Regions from separate parts of the Ovis aries genome. Here region 1 is linked to region 2. The links are chromatin contacts, called in public Hi-C maps. All regions are on one chromosome and are shown on one strand. Each heading gives the region's core, a stretch centred on a gene start, on an enhancer-like site or on the middle of the called end of the contact. The rest is flanking DNA. Distances are from core to core; before and after follow the strand shown.

The links. Hi-C and Micro-C count contacts between places; a contact is called where the count stands out from the background.
Region 1: a Hi-C map of tail adipose tissue shows a contact between it and region 2, with 2.4 times the contacts expected there. The contact joins the promoter of TBX15 here to the enhancer-like site in region 2. A contact is called at or near these places in 3 of 16 Hi-C or Micro-C datasets (skin fibroblasts and tail adipose tissue).

What each region holds. Positions count from the first base shown.
Region 1 is chr1:96,549,493-96,552,442 of ARS-UI_Ramb_v3.0, forward strand. It overlaps TBX15 (T-box transcription factor 15), which reads right to left and starts at 1,614. Exons shown (of 8, transcript XM_060413360.1): 1 at 1,564-1,614.
Region 2 is chr1:96,433,676-96,436,828 of ARS-UI_Ramb_v3.0, forward strand. The region is part of intron 7 of TBX15 (T-box transcription factor 15); the gene reads right to left. Among named protein-coding and RNA genes, the nearest start is that of TBX15, 120 kb to the right of the region's middle. Within about 2 kb of position 1,391, at least 3 of the 54 cell types and tissues checked have an H3K27ac peak or open chromatin away from gene starts, as enhancers often do. A contact at or near this core is called in tail adipose tissue, where this site is marked.

The DNA of each region.
Region 1 (2,950 bases), core at 364-2,863, 120 kb after region 2:
CAAGGCTCAGGCCAGTTCCCCCAAATTGGTTCCAGCGAATTTGGGGAAACCTCAAGGCATTGCGCAAAGAAAAAGAAACCGGCGTTGGAGTAAGACGGCGTCACAGTCAGGGCCTTCCTACTCGCCACTCTCCCCGCCGGCTGGCCGCCCCGCGTCCCCTCTCCGCCCGCCTCCCGCGTTCCGGCTCCACGCACTCACCCGGGTGAGGCTCCAGGCCGTGCGCACCCGCGTCCTCCGCGTCTCCGAGTGGGCCCGCGGGGCTCAGCGCCTCCATGGACAGGTCCAGCCCCTTCTCCTCCCAGTCTCGCAGCTTCCGCTTTTTATTTGAGCCGATCAAGGCTTCAACGGAGAAGGCATGTGCTCGCGAGCTCAGGGCGACTGCAGATCTTCTCCTTTCACTCATCTTAGCCGCCCGCACCCCGGCTCCCGCTCGCCCCCACTACAGAGGGAGCAGCCCGAGCCCTCACGCTCCGAGCGCCCACCGGGCCAGGCCCGGGAAAGGCGGCGGCGAGGTGGCCAAGACTGAGGCAGCGGCTCCGCGGGTCCTGGGCACCCTCCCCCTGCGCCCTGCACGGCCGGCTAGGACCGACGTCCTTGGCTGCCCCAGCCGCTAGGAACGTGCGCCCGGAGCGCCACCCGCTCGCTGCATGAGCGCCCGAGTCCTGCTTCCCACCCACCCGGGCAGGCGCTCACAGGCGGTGTAGACTGGACTTCATCATTTTTTTATTCTCTCTCCCTCCTCCCTCTCCCTTTCTCTCCTCCCTCTCCCTCTTCCTCTCTTGGTCTTCCCGTCCTTGCTCTGATCCAAACTTCTGGGAAACTTTTTTTCTAAATTCCTCCCTTCCCGAGGAGCTGGGGGCAGGCGGTGCGCTCCTGTCCGAGGGGCGAGGCAGAGGGAGGGGGGAGGAAGAGAAAGACTGAGGGAGAAAAAAAAAAAGCCAGCCCCCAACCAATGGCGAAGAGGGAACTGGAGAAACCCTGAGAACGCGGGCCAATGAAAAGAGGGGAGAGACTGAGGCTCGAGCCAGGGCTCCGCGCTGGCTGTCCCCGGGATGCTCCTGGGCCGACTTTAACTCCTGGCTTCCCGGTCCCCCACGGTTCCTCGTGGAGGGAGGCGGGGGTGAAAGTCGAGGTCAGATCTGTGCCGTTACAAACTCCTGCAAGTCCCAAATTCATAGCTTTTCCTCGCAAATCTGCTAGGTCTCATAGTCGCTGCAAGCGTAGGGTCATTTTAAATGCGGAGCTGGAATTGAGGGGCTATGACAAAACGTCAACCTGTCCAAACACACCAGAAAACGATTCCAATAATCTCGCGTTTTGGCCCCTAGATGCTTTCAGATCTGCTAGTTCCCTCGCTTCACAGGCTCCTATTTTCCCGTTGAAAGATTTCTAAGCAACTCTGATTAAGGCGAAACGAAAGAAACAAACAAGAAAGCCTCGTTACTACCCAAGGTCTTGTAATTGGAAACATAAAGATCGCTGCCTCCTTCCAGCTCTACCTGGTAGAGAAGGTGACGTAGGCGCCCTCAAGGCGAGAGGCCGGCGGAGGGGCACCCGGCTTACCAAGCGCTCTGCAGGCGGATCCTGACTGTGCCCCCGCACGCAGCAAATCCTGTCCTTCCGTTCCGCGTGGATGTTAAACAGAGCTTCGCCTGCTCGGGGCGCTGGCTCTGGAGAACCCGCCGAGAGGGGCTGGGCGAGGGCAGACGGGAACTTCGACAGCGCAGACGGAGCTTTTTCAAAATTCCCTTCAAATCCGATCACCTCGGGAGCCCGGCTCTCCCCGCCCCACTGATCCTCCCTCCATCGTAAAAAAAAAAAAAAAAAACTTTCAGGACAGCGTAGTTGTCAGGGATTTCTAAGGAACTTAAATCCAACACTTTGGGCCATCCTGATTTCACACGCTCCCTCCCAGGTTACGCTACTGGTCTCGGGCCGCTGGAGACCCCGAGCGCACGCAATTCAGCGCAGAGCGAGTTTAGAGGGGCCAAGAAGTTTATCCTGCCAAGCTGGCAAAAGTCTCGGATTTCGCGGAGGACGGCCCAAGCCACAGTCCGATCGTCCCAGCGCCCTGGTCCAGAGCTTCTATCCCAGCTCAAGAAAGAGGCAGGAAAGAGCCAGCTCCCGAATGCAAAGGGCAGACCGAGAGGCCCCAGCAGAAAACTCATGCCGACACCCAGGCTCTGAGCAGGGTCTGAACCCTAAAGCCTAGGGCAGAGGAGCCCACGTTGTTCCACAGCAGCGCCCCCAGCCCTCCCCAAGAATGAGCGCTGATCGGTCCTTCCACCTTTAGGGAGAGAAGGGAGGGTTTGTTGGACTTTTGAAACGCCACATTCCCCTCCTGACCACGGAAGAGCCAGGAAATCTAGTTCTTGCTATTACAGTTGGATGTGCCCTGGTTCTGGAGGCAACCATGTATGTCCTGAATGTACCTTGGGCCTCTCTTAGAGGAGAGAGGAAAAGGCCAGCTTTGGAGCCCCCTGCAATGGGCCTCCAGCATGGAGAAGATGAAGCTATCCCGTTCAGCCAGTGCAGAAAGAATAATAGAAAAGCCATCGGACAAGGATGAATCAGCTAGGCTTGGCCTCCTTAGCATTCCAGGAGCCTGCACCTCAGGCTTGGAGGTCCCTGAGCAGCACTTCAAACCCTGGGATCCAGCACTCAGCCCTTCAGCCTCTCCCACCTCACTGCCGGGCAAAATCCAGGGTGACCAGGTGCAGGGTCTCCTACCTCAATTCACCACTCAGGGTTGCTTTTAGGTGACCTTGCCAAAAGAGACCACTACCCAGGCTTCCACCACTTCCAGAGGTTGAGAGAAGGTAGGCCAGGAACCCGCAGTTACCTTCCCCTCACAGCTGAGACCTCTCTGTTGGTTCCCGATTCTGATGTCACCACCCTTGGCCAGCACCTGCCAGGATCACGCTGGGTGGAGTACCAATGGGGCAGGCCT
Region 2 (3,153 bases), core at 141-2,640:
TACCACAGAATGTTCAAACTACCACACAATTGCACTCACTTCACATGCGAGCAAAGTAATACTCAAAACTCTCCAAGGTCATAGAAAAAAGCAAGAGAGTTCCAGAAAAACATCCGCTTCATTGACTATGCCTAAGCCTTTGACTGTGTGGATCACAATAAACTGTGGAAAATTCTTAAAGAGGTGGGACTACCAGAACACCTTACCTACCTCCTGAGAAACCTGTATGCAGGACAAGAAGCAACAGTTAGAACCAGACATGGAACAACAGACTGGTTCCAAATTGAGAAAGGAGTACATCAAGGCCGTATACTGTCACCTTGTTTATTTAAATTATATGCAGAGGACATCATGCAAAATGCCAGGCTGGATGAAGCACAAGCTTGAATTAAGATTGTCAGGAGAAATATCAATAACCTCAGATATGCAAATGATACCACCCTTATGGCAGAAAGCTAAGAGGAACTAAAGAGCCTCTTGATGAGGGTGAAAGAGGAGAGTGGAAAAGCTGGCTTAAAATTCAGCATTCAAAAAAATTAAGATCATGGCATTCAGACCCATCATTTCATGGCAAACAGATGAAGAAACAATGGAAACAGTGACAGACTTTATTTCCTTCGGCTCCAAAATCATTGCAGGTGGCAACTGTAGCCATGAAATTAAAAGACGCTTGATCCTTGGAAGAAAAGCTATGACAAACCTAGACAGAGACATCACTTTGCCAACAAAGGTCCATCTAGTCAAAGCTATGGTTTTTCCAGTAGTCGTGTATGGATGTGAGAGCTGGACAATAAAGAAGGCTGAGTGCCCAAGAACTGATGCTTTTGAACTGTGGTGTTGGAGAAGACTCTTGAGAGTCCCTTGGACCACAAGGAGATCCAACCAGTCAATCCTAAAGGAAATCAGTCCTCAATATTCATTGGAAGGACTGATGTTGAAACTGAAGCTCCAATACTTAGGCCACCTGATGCAAAGAGTCAACTTATTAGAAAAGACCCTGATGCTGGGAAAGATTGAAGGCAGGAGAAGAAGGGGACAACAAAAGATGAGATGGTTGGATGGCATCACCGACTCAATGGACACAAGTTCGAGCAAACTCTGGGAGATGGTGAAGGACAGAAAAGTCTTGCGTGCTGCATGCTGGGGTCGCAAGCAGTCAGTCATGACTGAGTGAACAACAATAACCATATGGCCTAGGTGGCACACTCCCATTTTTTCACTTTCCGTTGACTTGCTTATTTTCTCTGATACTTGTTTTGCTGCCTTCTCTGCTGCAGTTTACATCTGCTGTTACTGTCGTTTGGAATCCTGCCTCGTTCCTGGCAACAGCATCCACTTTTCCCTCAGAGAAACACTCCCTCTCGCACTCACCCTTCACCCATACCTCCAAGGAAGGGATGTGACTCAGGCCTGGATGATCTAAGTAACCCCATCCCTGCCACAGTAATTAATTCAGAGGCAACTCAACTGGAGTCAGTGAAACTCAGTGAGATTGTGCTAGAAATCTTAAAGAGAGATACATGACCTTTCCCATCCAATTTAAACCTAAAAAGATGCAGGTGCAGGAATGCTGGCAGCTAGCTATGTCACCACCATGGGGAGCCTGAGGATGAAGTCTGGTGAGAGATGATAATGCCTTGGAGTGGAGTAGTAACAGGGGAGATTAGAGATATGAGCACATTCGAGAACTTGGTAACGGCTGGATATGGTGGGGACAGGGAGGCCTGTCATGCTGCAGTCCATGGGGCTGCAGAGTCAGACATGACTGAGAGACTGAGCTGAACTGAACTGGATACGGAGGGAGGGAACTGACTCAGATGGCTAATGGGCAGCAGTGTCCTTCCCCCAGGAGAGGGCGCCAAGTCTGTGAGGCAAATCATGGACTCTGTTTTGGATGTATTGACCATAAGGGACTACAGGACAAAACAGAATATGTACCCAATAACCATTTGCCCTGGGGCTTCCCGGATGGCTCTGCGGAAATGAACCCACCTGCCAATGGAGGAGATGCAGGAGACTGGGGTTCCATCCTAGGGTCAGGAAGATCCCTTAGAGGAGGAAATGGCAACCCACTCTAGTATTCTTGCCTGTAAAACTCCATGGACAGAGGAACCCAGCAGGCTATAGTTCACAGTGTCGGGAAGAGTCAGACAGGACTGAGCAACTAAGCACCAGAAGCACAAGCAACTATTTGCTCTATGGACTGAATTGAGACACTCTCCAATCCTTCTCAAGAACTCCTCTCGGGCATTATTTCTTACCTCAGGGATAAATGAGATCAGCATAAATTGGCTCTCTTTGAAACACTGTAATGATCAAAGACCTCTGTCCATTGAACCTTCCTCCATTCCCAATCTCTTTACTAGCATAAATTTTCTCAGTATTTGATCTCTTTCACTGACCAACCTCTAATTAACACAAATCAACTGATAAAAATGAAATAAGGGCCTACTAGAGTTAACGCTCAAGTTGTTGACAAACCCAACAGAGACCTTAATGATCCTGACTTTTAACTGCCTGATAAACACTGAAAAACACAAAGGTGCTGAAATCTGTCTAGTGATGTCTGCCACCAGTTGAGAGACGGGAGCTTTTCTGTCAACGGCAGGTCTCCTTACATTCACAGATGGAGACGTATGACCAGCTTTGGAGCCACTGGTCCCAGATGGTTCCTTTTCACATAACAGTTGTCAGATCACTTGGAGACTCCACTCACAAAAACCCTCTCAGTATTGGTCATACAAGTGGCTCCACTGTATACATTATCAGAACAACCTCATAACAACATCAGGATATCATCAGAACAGCAAGATTAAACTTGGCTATAACTGACCTGGGCTCTTCTTTCTTTTTACTTCTTTGTCTGTGTTGCCTCACTCCACTTCCATAAGCACAACTTACTTGGTTAGTTTACTTTGTCCCTGCCACAAGCGGTGTTTAGGCAGAAGCCATTCCTGAAATATAATTTCTATCTCCAGACTATCCAAAAGTATAAACTCCCTTGCTGATTCTAAATGAAGATGTCTGAAAATGAAACCATACAGTTGACTTCATAAAAATGAAATATGGATTTACTATTTATAGAGCTAATGCTCAAGTTTTTGACAATAAACCATCAAATGGATTAATAAACTGATTGTGTGTGTGTATGGT